2 separate regions of the Mus musculus genome follow, and region 2 is linked to region 1. The links are chromatin contacts, called in public promoter capture Hi-C maps. All regions are on one chromosome and are shown on one strand. Each heading gives the region's core, a stretch centred on a gene start, on an enhancer-like site or on the middle of the called end of the contact. The rest is flanking DNA. Distances are from core to core; before and after follow the strand shown. Region 1 holds the start of Podn (podocan). Region 2 holds the start of Scp2 (sterol carrier protein 2, liver).

Evidence for each region. Capture Hi-C pulls out chosen DNA fragments and counts their contacts.
Region 2: a contact with region 1 is called in a promoter capture Hi-C map of liver. The contact joins the promoter of Scp2 here to the promoter of Podn in region 1. A contact is called at or near these places in 10 of 39 promoter capture datasets (the 3T3-L1 cell line, 3T3-L1-derived adipocytes, cranial neural crest and 6 more), 1 of 15 datasets of contacts at CTCF or cohesin (the NIH/3T3 cell line), 4 of 484 Hi-C or Micro-C datasets (DN2 thymocytes, bone marrow-derived macrophages and liver), 2 of 115 datasets of contacts at active chromatin or transcription factors (both in embryonic stem cells) and 3 of 9 other capture datasets (adipose tissue, liver and pancreatic islet).

The regions. Positions count from the first base shown.
Region 1 is chr4:108,027,600-108,034,959 of GRCm38.p6, forward strand. Podn (podocan) reads right to left here and starts at 4,355. Exons shown (of 13, transcript NM_172874.4): 1 at 4,271-4,355; 2 at 2,339-2,454; 3 at 1,009-1,069.
Region 2 is chr4:108,115,425-108,122,784 of GRCm38.p6, forward strand. It overlaps Scp2 (sterol carrier protein 2, liver), which reads right to left and starts at 3,123. Exons shown (of 16, transcript NM_011327.4): 1 at 2,955-3,123. The coding sequence starts at 3,023.

The sequences.
Region 1 (7,360 bases), core at 3,105-5,604:
TCCATCTCCTAGCAGGTGTGTTCCTATGTTTTAGCGTCCACGTAGGGCCCCAAGGCTTGGGCGTGACACTCTTCCAACTCTCTCTCCTAACACATTCCACAGGATAGTAAGGGAGAACCCCTTCCTCCAGGCCTTTCCTCATGTTGTGGTGACAGCCCCCCCCAGCCATAAAATTATTTTCATTGCTACTTCCTGTAATTTTTCTACTGATGTGAATTGTAGTGTCAATATCTGACACACAACCCTTGTGAATGGGGTCATTTGATCCCCGAAGGAGTCATGACCCCCAGGTTGAGAATCACCCACTCTGCTTTCAACAGCAATGATCTGCCTCCCAACCACTTCATTACCCACTCTAGCATCCCTCTTCAACCATCCCATGTCTAGACCCACTTAGACTTCTCGGCCTGGCTTCTCCCAAGCCATTTGCTCCCAGAAGATGCTATAGTCCACCAGCTCACTTGTGAGTCCTGCTGCTGCACCATTCAGACACCACTTTGTGCTCTCACTTTCTCAGATGCCCTGTCTTGGACCCAGCTCTGGGTCCTGGACATACAGGCAGGGCAGATCACATCCCTGCCCTCTGGAGCAGGTAGGTGATACCATAACCACTACCCACTGGACTCAGGTGCCAGCATAAAGAGGCCCCTAGGAGGATGAGATATCCCAAGGGAAGGATAGGAAAGAAGAAGGTAACAGTCTGGTCCTTTAACTCTACATACAGTCCATGTGGCCTAAGCAGACTTGAACCCCAGCCTGCTAGTCCAGCAGAGAACCAGGGAGCCCAGTAGAGATCAGCGAGTGACACTGCCCTCCACCCCCGCCACCCCTCTACACATCATTATCTTCCCCTCCCCCATAGCTGATTCCACAGTCTTCTAACCAGACCAGCCAAGGAGAGGTAGGGGTGGGGGTGGGGGGGGGGAGTGGGCCTCAAATTCCCTCAGAGCAGGAGGCCAGGGAATGGAGGCAGGAAGGAGCTGGACCTCACAAACACAAGGTACTCACTGGACAGGCTGGCTTTCTTCTCTCACCTTTGGCTTGTCTCCATAAAAGTCCACAAGCTTATCTGTACAGATATATAATTTAGATCAATGTTCTGAACCGGACTGAAAATGTCTTCATCACGCTTAGAGACCAGCTAGCAGTGGCCCACTGTTAAGGAGCCAAGCTGAGCTCCAGGGCTTCTGCATCATCCCACCCCATGCTCCTTTCCTGGGGGTCAAGGACACCAAGTCCTACAGGGAAACCTGGGGCAGGCTCCTGGCTAAGAGGTTTGTGATCCCCTGTCCGCACGTCAACATGAGGCTATAGAGCCTTTAAGGTATGGCTAGTTCACATTAAGGCATGCTTTAAAGAACACACAGTGTGTGTGGATTTTAAAGGCACTGCAGAAAATAATGTAAAATGCCTCATTAATACTAATGATGTAGAATTCCTAACACTTAATATGTTGGATTAAACCAAATTAAGTTTACCTATCTTACATTATAAGACAAAAACCAAATTATTTGTACAGGACATGGAGGCGCATGCCTTTAATCGCAGTGCACCAGGGTGTGTTTAGGAAGGCCCGGGGACCAAAGAGTCTATGTGGAAAACTCCACAGAGCTCACCAGACTGTGGCATGTGGGAACTGGGAACAACACAAGCAGGCACAATGGCCACAGGTCCAGAACAAGTTACCCATGGAGTATGGACCTTGTTTCTGGAAGATAAGGAGCTGCTGACATGAAGAGGACTGTGGGCAAGACTGTGCAAGGGACAAAGAGGGAACAGTGCTGGTGCTCGGATGGAAAGCTTGGATTCCAGAGCAAGAAAGGAAGAATGGATGAGGCTTGGAGCAGATGCTCAGACCCCAGCACTACCTCCTGCACTCAGTGCAGTGAACACTCACCGAGCTCCGACTCTCTTCTGGGCTCTAGCTTGATGGAGCAATAGAAGGCTCAGGACTAGGCATAAACTATGCTCCTAATTTGCAAGCTGGAAACTCGAGGGCAAATGGTCCCTACTGCTGCCCACCTCAGAAATCTCAGACTCCTCAAGAGCCCTCGGCCCAGAGGTCTTGGCTCTGTCCTTTAAGGGTAGGCTGAGCCTCCCCTGATTCCAGGAGTGGAACGAATTTGTGAAAGGCAGAGGAGAAAGGCCTACAATATCATCTGTTCAGATTCCCTGCTGCACTGCGATTAAAGGCATGCGCCTCCATGTCCTGTACAAATAATTTGTTTTTTGTTTTATAATGTAACTGTTTTATAACTGTGTTGAGAGAGAGAGAGAGAGAGAGAGAGAGAGAGAGAGAGAGTGTATGTGTGTGTCAGGAACAGGAGAGATGGCCCACCTGTTAAGAGCAGTGCTCTGCTCACAGAAGACTGAGCCCAGCACTCTCTGGGATGACTCACAACCACCTGTAACCCCAGCTCTGGGGGATCTGATGCCACTGGCCCTTGCCAGCACCTGCACACACAAACACACAATTAAAAAGGAGGAAAGCAAGGGCACGATGGCCCAGCCAGTCATGGTTAGTGGCCTGCCTCCAAGCCTGATAACCAGAAGTTCAATCCCAGGACCCACGGAGGAGCAGGAGACAACCAATTCTGGCAAGTTGTCCTCTGACTCCCACACACGCTGTGTGGCGTGCACATATGAACACACACACACACAATAAGTAAATAAATAAATAGATTAATTAATTAATCAATTAAAGTTAAGACTAGGACTAATGGTTATCTTCTGCTCATAGCCCCAAGCTGCTCTTGAAGGCTGAGTAGGAGTTCCCCCAAGTGAACAAAGCGGGTGGAAACCATGGACAAGGTGTGGAGTAGTGGCAGGAAAGAGGCAGGTGTGTTGAAGCATGTAAACGGGGAATAGAAATTGGCTGTGAAAGCACAGCTTGCCGAGGGCATCAACCACCATGGCAGGACGTTAGTGATAGAGGGTCGTCAGGGTTCCAATAAGTCATGATCAACACTCTTTGTATGGCTCCAACAAGCCTACAGGTGCCACCTCCTACCCAGGATTCAGACGGAAGGGACAAAGAGTAGCTCTCATGGTGCACAGGTCATTGACTCTGACATCTGACACTTCTTACCTTACACACCGAAGACTGGGCCAAGGGCTCCGAGAGTGTACGGAAGGGGGCAGAAGCCCCAGACCAGTCATTGATGACTTTTTCCAGAGCAGCCCGGGCCCTTCCCAGTGGTGTTCGCCCTGTGAGCCCGGGATCTGGTCATTTGGGCTTTTCCAGGGCAAAAGGGAGAGGTGGAGAAGGAAAGGCCTACCCAGGGGTCTGCCCAGCAGACCAGGTGCCTCTTCGTGCCAGGCAGAGCGCGGTTGCACCTCCCCCAGCAGACATGCAGGCTGCTAATGCTCATCCTCCTGCCACCTCTTGCACACCTGCATCCTAGCCTGGGCGACAGCCCTCCCTGCACGCCTTCTTCAGCAGCAGCTGCCTCCCAACCCGGGGCCCCAGCACTGGAATCCCAAGCCGACCCCACCCCCTTCTTCCACCTGACTGCAGGTCAGCTATTCCAACTCACCCATCCCGGTCCACCCCAACCCCCACCCTGCACCAGGCTGATAGTGGTTCTGAGACCCACACAACCTGGGGACGACCGTGCTCCTTGCCCTGTCCCTTTCTGTGTTCCGCTGGAAGCAGCTGCCTAGACGGAATGGTCGGAGTGCAGTGCCCTGTGTTAGTTAGACTGCACCTAAACTGCCGAAACCAAGTTCCGCTGCTTGACTGTGCGCCTCACCTGCCCTGGCTCCCTGGGGACTGATATCTGCCTTTCTGTGCTTGTTTCTGTATGTAAAGAGGTCGGTGTTGGACTCGGTGAAGCCCCCGACAAACTGACGTGAAAAGACGCAGGATGCCCTGGGTCCCAGTTCTCGGTGCAGAGGTTCAGGCCCCTTCCCAGTTCCACCTGCCCCCACAGTCCCTGTCACCCGCCCGTGTGCCTCCACCTCCCCTCCCCATCCGCTCGCAGATTCTTTCCAGATGTGCGCAGCGGGAGGAGCCCGAAGGCAGGGACTGAATATCGAGTAAAAAAAGGGTCCCCTGCCCCTTGCTCCGGATCCCGCAGGGGGGCCGCCACCCCATATGGAGGTGTGCCTAACCGTGCCCCTTGCGCGGGGTCCGCCCGACAGGGTGGGATACGGCGATCCTCCCCTATCGCGGCTGTGGCAGTGGGAGCACGGCGGGATGTCAGAGAGAGCTGCCCGGGCGCAGCCGGTGGCCCGTGGTCCCTCGGCTCACCGGCTGCCCGCGTCCTACCTGCCGCTGCGCGCCGCGCCGTGGGCGGAACAGGCTCGCGGGTGTCCGCTGCGCTCCGCGGGCGCCGGCTCCTGTCATTCAAGTCGAGCCGTGGGCGCAGCGAGCCAAGTTTTGTTGTGGGTTCTCTCTCCCCGCCTCTCCCCCGGCCCCCGCCCCGCGTGCATCTGCCGGACGCCGGCCTCTCCCGACACAGGCGCAGGGTCCCGCTGGGCGCCGAGAGGGAGGGCCGAGCCCACGGCGCCGGGCTTGGCGGGGGGCCCACTTCCCGGGAGCTCGCGCCGCCGCCCCGGCCGGCCGCAGCACCACGCCCCCAACACCGGGTGCCTCCAGCGCACCACCTCCGCCTGCCAGCCTGCGGGCTGGGACCGCACCCAGGCAGGCCCCCCGCACCTGAGGAGAACCGAGAGGGCTCCTTCCTTCCAGTTCCTCCGCGCTCAGCTTCTTCCTCAAGGAGTTTGCAACCTTCCCGGGCACAAGTACCTTCCCTGTTCCCTCTCCCACCCTAGGGTCCGGAGCATGGCTAATGCTGCGTCAGCCAAGACCCTTCTGGACCCCTTCCTGTCAAAATTCCTCCTTCTCCTCCCCACCATCCACCCTCACTCCACTGGCCCTGGGCCCACAACTTGGTGAACCTTGAAGGAGAGTTAAACTGGACCGGAGTCTTCAAGCACACAGGTTCTAGTCGCGGAGAAAGCAAGGGACTGAGCAGGGAGCACTCCATATTGCTCCCAGGAGCTGAAAATGGTTCCAAGCACAGGCACATTAAGTACTAGCAGCTGAAGCAACACTGTTTGGCGCCAAGGGCTTCGTGGTGGAAAGGCGGGTGAGACTGGGTTTGGGTGCTACTTGGCACCTCTGCTGTGAAACAAACCTGTCTTCTACGTGCTGTGGCCTTTGGGCAGGACCTACTTGGCTCTCGGAGAGGGATAAAGATAATAAATCAAATGTGGAACCACTTGGCCACCTAAACTGCCGAGACCCTAAAGGGCTCTGGTTAAAGTGGCTGCAGACCTTTCCCTCCTGTGCTGCCAGGCAGTCAGTTTATATCTCCATGCATTAGTCTCTAGTCCTTACAGCCCTGCAAAGGAAGATTATTTCCCCATCTAATAAGTAAGGATGTGGCCTGTGCTTGGCTGCGTAACTAACATCATCATTCGGAGCTGGGGTTCTGGCCCATCTACCCATTGCAAAAGTCGTCTGTGATGCAAACAGGCAGGTAGGTAGGGATAGAGCCTGTGTTTGAACCCACAGCCATCTGTTTCCATTACCCATCACTGAAGAACTTAACACGAATGGGAAAGGGAAATATTTTGCCTTCTTTGGCCTCAAATTCCAATCTTCTCTGAGCTCAAACTTGAAAGTTGGTATGATTCACAAGATTGGACAGGGCCCAACAGAGATGCATCTTGTGTTTTCTGGACAGAGCCTAGATTCAAGTGGAGCTAAAAGAACTGGATTCTATTGGCTGGTTTACCCATGAACCAAAAATCTTCTAGAACAAGAAAAATCAGCACATGCTGAGTGCCAACGAAGTGCCAGGCACTGTCCTTAAACATCCTGGCCAGCCCTGTGGGGGAGGTACGGTAGAATACACCTGGAAGGGTCAGGGTGTTTTAGGGCTAGGCACTTAGAACACTACACACTCACTTCTGCTACCATCAAAACTAGCTCTGCCAAGCCAGTGCCCACACACGTACTGTGTCTGTGTGGTGCTGAAGGCACCAGCTACATTACAGCCTGGAGGGATTGTGAGTGTCTCAGGAGGAAACGGAGGTGACCCTCCGGCCTTCAGAAGGGATGGGTACCCAGCTGACTACCTGTGCACTTCGGCTCCTTCATGCTGCTTCTCAGAGTCAGCATCTGTTCAGTCTAAGATCACTACAGTGTATGGGGTCAAGTAGACCTGGGCCCAAAGGGAAATGCATTAAAAACTGTCTACATTAAACAGAAAAATTCCAGGTCTTCTCTGCACAGCTCTGGTCTCACAGTAAGTCCAAAAAAAAAAAAAAAAAAAAAAAAAAAGACAGCTGCTTTTATAAGACTGTTATCCAGACCTGACTGAACTCCAAGAGATGTCCAATAGAAACACAGACTAATATCAAGGGGCATGCCTGTTATCCTAGCATTTAGGTGGCTTGGGCAGGAAGACAGCAAGTTTGAGGCCGCTGGACTATACAGTGAAGTTCTGTCTCTAAAAGGGGTGGGGTGGGGGTGGAGAGATGGCTCACCAGGTAACACGTGCTGCACAAGCCTAATACCCTGAGTTCAGGTCCCCAGAACCCATGTAAAAGCCACACACTGCAGCTCATATGTCTGTAACTCTAGAGCACTCTGACAAGGAGATGGAAGTAGACAGAATCCCCAAAGCTGTCTCAGCAAGCACAAGGTGAGGGAGGGCTCACACTGGAGTTTGTCCTGGCTCCCTACACTCACACTCTAGCGCCCCATGCCTGAATTAACAGACCAGTAACACACTTATACACTAAGGTCTCTCTTGAAGATGACAAGTGTCGAGAGATAAGGACCTCCTGTACTGCCAGGCCAAGTGCCTTCCAGCTAAAAAGAGAAGGAAGCAACACAAAGACAGAGGGAAGACAGAGCCTGTGGGACATGGAGCTAAGGCTGAAGGACAAGAAGGCTTGCTGGAGTGGGTGTGGGGAGTTGATACTGAAAAGGAGAGAAAAGGAACAGCACGCTATTTATCATTCTTTACCGTCAGAGAAGAAGCGAATTCCTCCTCCCTTGAGCTCAGGACTCAAGACCTTTCCTCATCCACGAGCAGAGTCCTGAGTGCTGAGTGGCCGACAGGAGCTTGATCAGACAGAGTGCTGTTTGGGTCAGCGGGGCCTCTCTAAAGGTTTTCTTGTTGCTGCTGTTTTATCATTAGTACTGGGGATTGAACTCAGGTCACTATGCATACCAGGCAAACGATCGCCTGCTAAGCCCCATCCTCAGCCCTCTATTATTTGTTTATTTATTTAAATTTTGAGACAGGACCTCATCAAGTTGCCCATATCTTGAGCTTTTGATCTGTTTGCCTACTACTTCTCAAGTAAGAAAGCTTATAGGCCCGGAACTCTCACATCTGAC
Region 2 (7,360 bases), core at 1,873-4,372, 87 kb after region 1:
GTTTCAACAGGGCTGGCAAGATGGTTTAGCAGGTAAAAGGTGCTTGCCATATAAGTCTGGTGACCCGGACTCCTCACAACTCACAAAAAGATGGACAGACAAAATCAACTCCACAAAGTTGTCATCTGAGCTCAGAGAGTGCTCACCACTGCATGTGCACAAACACGTGCACACATACACACCATACACACACACACACACAACACACACACACATACACACCATACACACACACACACCATACACACATACACACCATACACACATACCATACACACACACACACCATACACAAACACACACACCCCATACACACAGTAACATTAGCCTTTTTTTAATGTTATTTAATGCTATTTAAGGTGTCTGAGCATGAGTGAAACTCATCATCTGCTAAGTTTCACCACAAGACAATGTCACATCAAGCTGACTTTTTCCTGGAATCATTTCAAATATTTCCCCCAACCTCTGCCAGGAAGGTAGTATACATTTGGGTATGTTTCCTACAAACAAAGCTAGGTAGCATCACACGGAGAATTTCAATTAATTCCCCTTTTTTGTGGTAGTTGGGTTTTGTTTGGTTTTGAGACAATTCTGCCACCACCTGCAGAGTGCCGGGATGCCACCAAACCTGGCTTCCATCCGCTTTTAATATTTTCTGGCATCTCTCCTACAGTTGCTGCTCCAATGTGTATTGTTCCTCACTGTTTTAATGATACTTGGAAGAAAAAAAAACCAAGAGATAAGTTCATTTTTTCAATCTTCCTTGCTTAACTAAAAATGTCAAACTCTCCTTTTTTCTCTCTCTTTCTTCTTTTTTGTTTGTTTATGTGGGTTTTTAAAAATCTGTCTTTAATCCCAGTATTCGGAAAGCAGAGGCAGACAGATCTCTGTGAGTTCAAGGCCAGCTGGGTTTACAGAGTGAGTTCCAAGACAGCCCAGGCTACACAGTGAAACCCTGTCTCAAAAAATATAATAAATAAATAAATATATATTTTTTATTTATAAAAATTATATTATATATGATACAAATACTATATTTATAAAATAAATATCTTCAGTTTGTTAGTGTGTAAGTATGTGTGTATATGTGTAGGGGGCACACTCATACTAAGTGAGGGCAAGGGGCCAAACTCTGACTGTCAAGCCTTTCACACACTGGCCATCTTTGCTGACCCTTGCTCTTTGGTTAAAGTAAGGTCTTACAAAAGCTAGGCTGGCTCTGAACTTGCTATGTAAACTTGAGGACAGCTTTGAACTTCTGATTCTCCTGTCTCTACCCTCTGAATGCTGGAACAATGGGTGGACATCACCATGCCTGGTGTATGCAGACTAGGGATAGAACCCAGGGCTTCATGCATGTTTGGCAAGCAGTCTACCGAGTGAGTCATGTCCCCTGCCCAATCTTGCTTTTATTCATTTTTGTCACGGTCACCCTCACATATAACACATAGCACATGTACTGCATATATGCTTAAATGATGAAACCATCTTTAATTCCTTTTTCTCTTCCCTAAGGAATATTAATATCCCCTTCACCTCCACCTCCCAACTAGAAAAAAATTAAACATATCTTTTTTTTTTTTTCAGAAACTATGCTTTTTCTATACAGCCCATATAAACAGACATTAAGCAATCATGGGAAGACACTTTAAAATGGAACAACATACTAGCAGGGCATGGGGATCAGGGACACTTGCAGGTTCAGAGGGGGGGGGGCAGTTTGAGAGACTGAATCAGAAGTTTAAAGCCAGCCAGGGCCATATAAGATACTTTTTTAAAAAAAAATCTAGAGAATATTCTGGAAAGTTTTACTGCCCACCTACTTACTATATGAGAAGCTCCCCCTCTGAGAAACAGTGGGATGCCCTTTAAGTTTTAGAACATATTAGTCAACTTTTCTATTTACATGTTTTGAATAAATTATTTGTTTTCACCTGTTACTAAGATAATGTAAAATTTGGGTTTTGTTTTTTTTTTTTACAGTACAAAAAGATTCTTCACAGTAACTCTTTCACCAGTAAATCCATTTAATATCAATCATCTAACATTCACTGTCATTAGGCACGAGTGATTTATCACTGTGAGTGATACAGCAGTAAATAATTGTGGTACCCACCCTGTAGCAATACATTAGGAGAATATAGTCATCTGAACAAAGAATCCCAGTGCATCAAAGTAAATTAGAGCTAAGCTCAAGGCTCTAGAGGTAAGAAAGACAAGATAGGGCTGGCGAGATGGCTCAACGGGTAAGAGAACTGACTGCTCTTCTGAAAGTCCTGGGTTCAAATCCCAGCAACCACATGTTTGTTTGTTTTGTTTTGTTTGTCGGTTTGGTTTGCTTTGTTTTGTGAAACAAGGTCTTGATATGATTCAGACTCGCAGCAGTTCTCCTGGCTGCATCTCCTAAAGCTCATACTAGAGATGTGAACCACCCGGCCGGCCTACTCGGGATTTAGAATCTAAGGAAGTGTGAGATTTGTGCTGTGTTGGGGGCTCCTTCACAGACTAAAAAGCTAGAATAAGCAAACAGGAAGGCGAATAAAAAAATGACTGAGAGGGGCTGGCGAGATGGCTCAGTGGTTAAGAGCACCGACTGCTTTTCCGAAGGTCCGGAGTTCAAATCCCAGCAACCACATGGTGGCTCACAACCATCCGTAACGAAATCTGATGCCCTCTTCTGGAGTATCTGAGGACAGCTACAATGTACTTACTTACATGTACTTACATATAATAAATAAATAAATCTTTAAAAAAAAAAAAAATGACTGAGAGAACAAGCCCAAGATACTGAGACCCTAGTGACAGCATCATACACCCTCAGGTCGCCTCTCTGGAGGGAAAGGTCAGAGGGACAGCAGCGCAGACTGTGACCGTCCCCTTGCCGCGCTTCCCTGTCGCCTCGGACTGCGGGGAATAACAGAGGCAGATCTCTCGCTGCTCACAACTCTGTTTACCTTGGTCATGCCAACGCCGACCACGAACACCCGGCGCAGGCGCGGAGATTTCAAAGCGACAGAAGGCATGGCTCCAGCAGCGAAGGTCTCCTACAGACTGAGGCTTTGCAGAACCAAAGCCGGGTCGGGTCCGATTATCCCAACCCCAGGCGTCGGGGGCGGGGCCGCAGCGTCAGGGGCGGGGCCGAGTTACGGGAACCGACCGGAGGAGGCAGGGTAGAGGATGTACGCATGCGTGGCGATCCTAGAGCCAAGTCCTTTATGGGTTCTTTTGACCTACTGTGTTAGACTCAGGCAAAGTTTCTCAAGGAGGCCTCGGTTTCTGTGCTTCCTCTTTTTACAGTGAGAGAGGGAAGGCCTAAAATGGAAGCTCTGGCCTCAGAGGAAACTCAGAATCCTGTGGGGATTCTCTAGAGTGTTAGAGACGTTCTGTATGTGTGAGAGTAGTTACAACACGCAGTATATGAGCAAAAAGCACGATGTACACTAATAAAGTCAGAATTCTATGTGCGGATAAGATGTTTTTTAAAAATTAAGTCAGATCAGGGCTTAGTGGTTCACACCTTTAATATCTCCACACGAGAGGAAGAGGCAGGCAGATCTCTGCCAAAAATGGTACAAAGACCAAAATCCATCAAAGACCTGGTCCATAGTTCCAGGAAACAGGAAAGTCTCTAAATGTGGTAACCTTACGTTTTGGCTTCCGTAGTTCTGTTTCTTGCTAATTGAAGTGTGCCAACCAGAATGTGGGTTTCCATGATTGGACAAGTATCCTCTGTAGCCAGGAGCCATCAATACGAAGTTTGTTCTCAGCCTTAAGAGTGTCTGTGTCGGGCTGGAAAGATGGCTCAGCGGTTAAGAGCACTGACTGTTCTTAAAGGTACTGAGTTCAAATCCCAGCAACCACGTGGTGGTTCACAACCATCCGAAATGCGATCTGATGCCCTCTTCTGGGGTGTCTGAAGACAGCTACAGTCATAAATAAATAAATAAATAAATAAATAGGAAAAAAAGGTATATATTACTATCCCCTAAACTTAAAAAAAAAAAAAAAAAAAAAAGAGTGTCTGTGTCTCTATTACTATCCCCTTTAAAAGAAAAAAAAAAAGAGTTTCTGTGTCTGAGCTGGCGAGATGGCTCAGCGGGTAAGAACACTGCTCTTCTGAAGGTCCTGAGTTGAGATCTGACGCCCTCTTCTGGTGTGTCTGAAGACAGCTACAGTGCACTTATGTATAATAATAAATAAATCTTAAAAAAAAAAAAAAAAACAGACTGTCTGTGTGCTGTTCTCTGGTGGACATGCCTCAAAACAAATTCAAGTCCAGCCTGGAATCATCTGCAAAGTGAGACCCTGTCTCAAAAAAAAAAAAAAAAAAAAAGAAGAAGAAGAAGAAGAAGTTATAATGTGCATGGGGGGGGCTAACTTGCTCTGTAGACCAGGCTGGCCTCACATACAGAAATCCGCCTGTCTCTGCCTCCCAAGAGCTGGGATTAAAGACTTGGGCCATTACTGCCCAGCAACTATGCATATTTTTTTGTAACAGCCAGTCAAGCATAATCCGATCGGTCAGACCATGTCTGGTAAAGCGACTGCTCGTCTGTTACTATTTCTTTACTGTCCTTCCATTGTTCTAGCTGTAAATATTGTCCATGTTCGAAAGCTGAGCTCCCTGAGCCTCTTTTGATTATGAATAATGCCTATCTTATGTGTGAATTATTTCTTATGTGGCAGAGCAACACTTGGGAAAGCAAGCAGATCCTAACACTTGGGAAAGCAGAGGCAGGTGGCTGGCTATCTATGAGTTTAAGGTCAGCCTGGTCTACACAGCCAGTTCCAGGACAGACAAAGCTATGTAGAAAGCCCCTGTCTCCAAAAAAAAAAAAAAAATCAGATTTATCCTTCAACTTAACTGATTGGAAGTTCTTTTAACCTGCCGATTGTTATTTGAAGAGTCTGTATTTGTGGGCTAGCCTACTCACCTTTGTTTGTAACTCTACAATCAACATGTGAGATGATGAACGGTATGTTTCCCAAAGCCATCCTTTCATCTGTGGACAGACTAGGACACAATCTACCCTCTTAATCCAGCTCTCACAATGTAAACCCATGATTTCCAAGGTCTTACTTGGTCCTTCCAGTACCCTCCCCCTTTGTTGCATTTCTGCCTTCTCGTGCTTAAGGCTTATTGACAAACCTAGTGAGACTAACACTATTGGCCTTGCTTCATTATTGACAAATCCGTAAACAATAATTTTATACACAAAACAAGGAATATCTTGTGGTGCTTGCTTGACAGAATTGTCACACACTCAGAAAGCTAATCCTGTTTCCTCTAGAAGCAGTGATTCACTGATCAGTGCTCCAATTGACTCCGTACAGTTGCTATGGGGCAGGCTAGCTGTTGAAATAGTTAGTTGGGAAGTTGAACTAAGACAATAGCTTGAGCTCAAATATTGAGACCAACCTACGCAGCATGGAATAAGGAAGAGAAGGGGAATTTGACTGTATGGATTGTGTGTGTTCATGTGTATACAATTTCTGAGCTCTTTTTAATTTTTTTTTGACAGAGTTTCTCTGTATAGCCTTGGCTTTCCTGGAACTGACCATGCTTCCCTTGAACCTATAGAGATCCACCTTCCTCTGCCTCCCAAGTGCTAGAATTAAAGGCATATGCCATCACTGCCCAGCTCTGAGACCCTTTCTAACCCTTAGAACCTATAGTAAGAGCCCCTCATAGGTCTCCATGGCAGAAAGCATCATTTAGCCAGAAGAACACTCTCTCTCTAAGACACCTCTTGTAATTGTTTTTAGACTGGTAGATGGGTGGGCATTTGGAGCTGAAGAGAAGGCTCAGTGGCTAAGAGTACCTGCTACTCTTACAAAGGGCCTGGGTTCCATTCCCAGCACCCACATCGGACACTCACAACTGGGAGTCCAGTTCTATCTGGAAGTCTAGTTCTATTGTATCTGATGCCCTCTAATGACCTCCATGGAAACTGGGCACACATGTGGCATACATACAAACATGCAGCCAAAACACTCACACACGTAAAAGAAACTAATCTTTAAGGGTGGGTATTCATAAACTCTAGCTATGAGAGGCGAGTAGCTGAGATACAAGCAGGGAGAGTGAGCACTCGTGTTGCAGGCATAATGGAGAGCATCCAGGAGGAAGCAGAGAAGGATCACTATGAGGAAACATCAACACATTTCAGTTCTGATGCTGAACACCAAGCAGGCTTGGTAAGTACTGAATCCACTGTCGTGGGGTCCCTGCAAGCTTCACGATCTGCCTGAGGTAAGAAACTTCTGGAGTCTGGTACCAGGCCAGCTTATTTTAGACATCTTTAAATTTAAATTACAATATAATTTTGGGAAAATGTTTCCAGGCAATTATTATTTCACTCCCACATGCACAGTAAAGCTTAATATGTAACGACATCAAAAACTGTTGCAAAATTCATGTGACCTCTACCATGAAGATGGGTTTTATAGCTTAAAGGCCTAAGATCTGATGTGGCCCCTGGCTAATAGAGGTCGTCACCAGGGTATAAAATACATGTGACATCTCCCCTAAAGATGGATTCTATTGACTGAGAAACAAAAGTAAAGAGAATGGTTTAGAGAGGGAGAGTTTGGGAGAAATGGTCTGGGAGGTCTGGGGGTGTGGGGCTGGGGTCTGGGAGAGGCCTGGCTCTATAGTTAACAAAGATCACCAGAAAATTAACAATATCCAGTCCCAGCCTTTGGCATGGAGAGCAGGTTTTCATTTCCTTCATCGAGGAGAAATTTCTGTGTGGTTAATATTGCTGATTTTCCCCAATGGTTATCTGTGAGCACTCCTGCCTTCTGCACACTGTTTCTGGGGGGAAGCCAAGTTCAAACTGAGATTGGCTGCCCTCAGGAATACTACAAGAAAAGACTTGCAGGGGGCAGGAGAATGGAACAAAGGAGCCCATAGTCCATAGGTCATTTTCATTATTTCCAAAGGCCTAGTGGAAATTCACACACATCTTACTAATATCAATAAATACACAGTTTTAAAAATCAGCATAACGAGGGCTGGAGAGCTGGCTCAGAGGTTAAGAGCACTGGCTGCTCCTCCAGAGGACCTGAGTTCAATTCCCAGCAACTATATGGTGGCTCACAACCATCTGTAATGGGAGCCGATGCCATTTTCTGGCACGGAGGTGTACATGCAGCTAGAGCACTCATATACATAAAAACAAAGAATCTCTTTGAAAAATAATCAAAAAGGGTCTGGAAAGACAGATCAAAGCGCATGCACACAGACAGACCCATTAGCAAACAGTCCTAGTTAGAACTTCTATTGCTGTGAGGGAACACTATGACCAAAGAGCAAGTTGGGGAGGAAAGGTTTGGCTTTCACTTCCATATCGCTGTC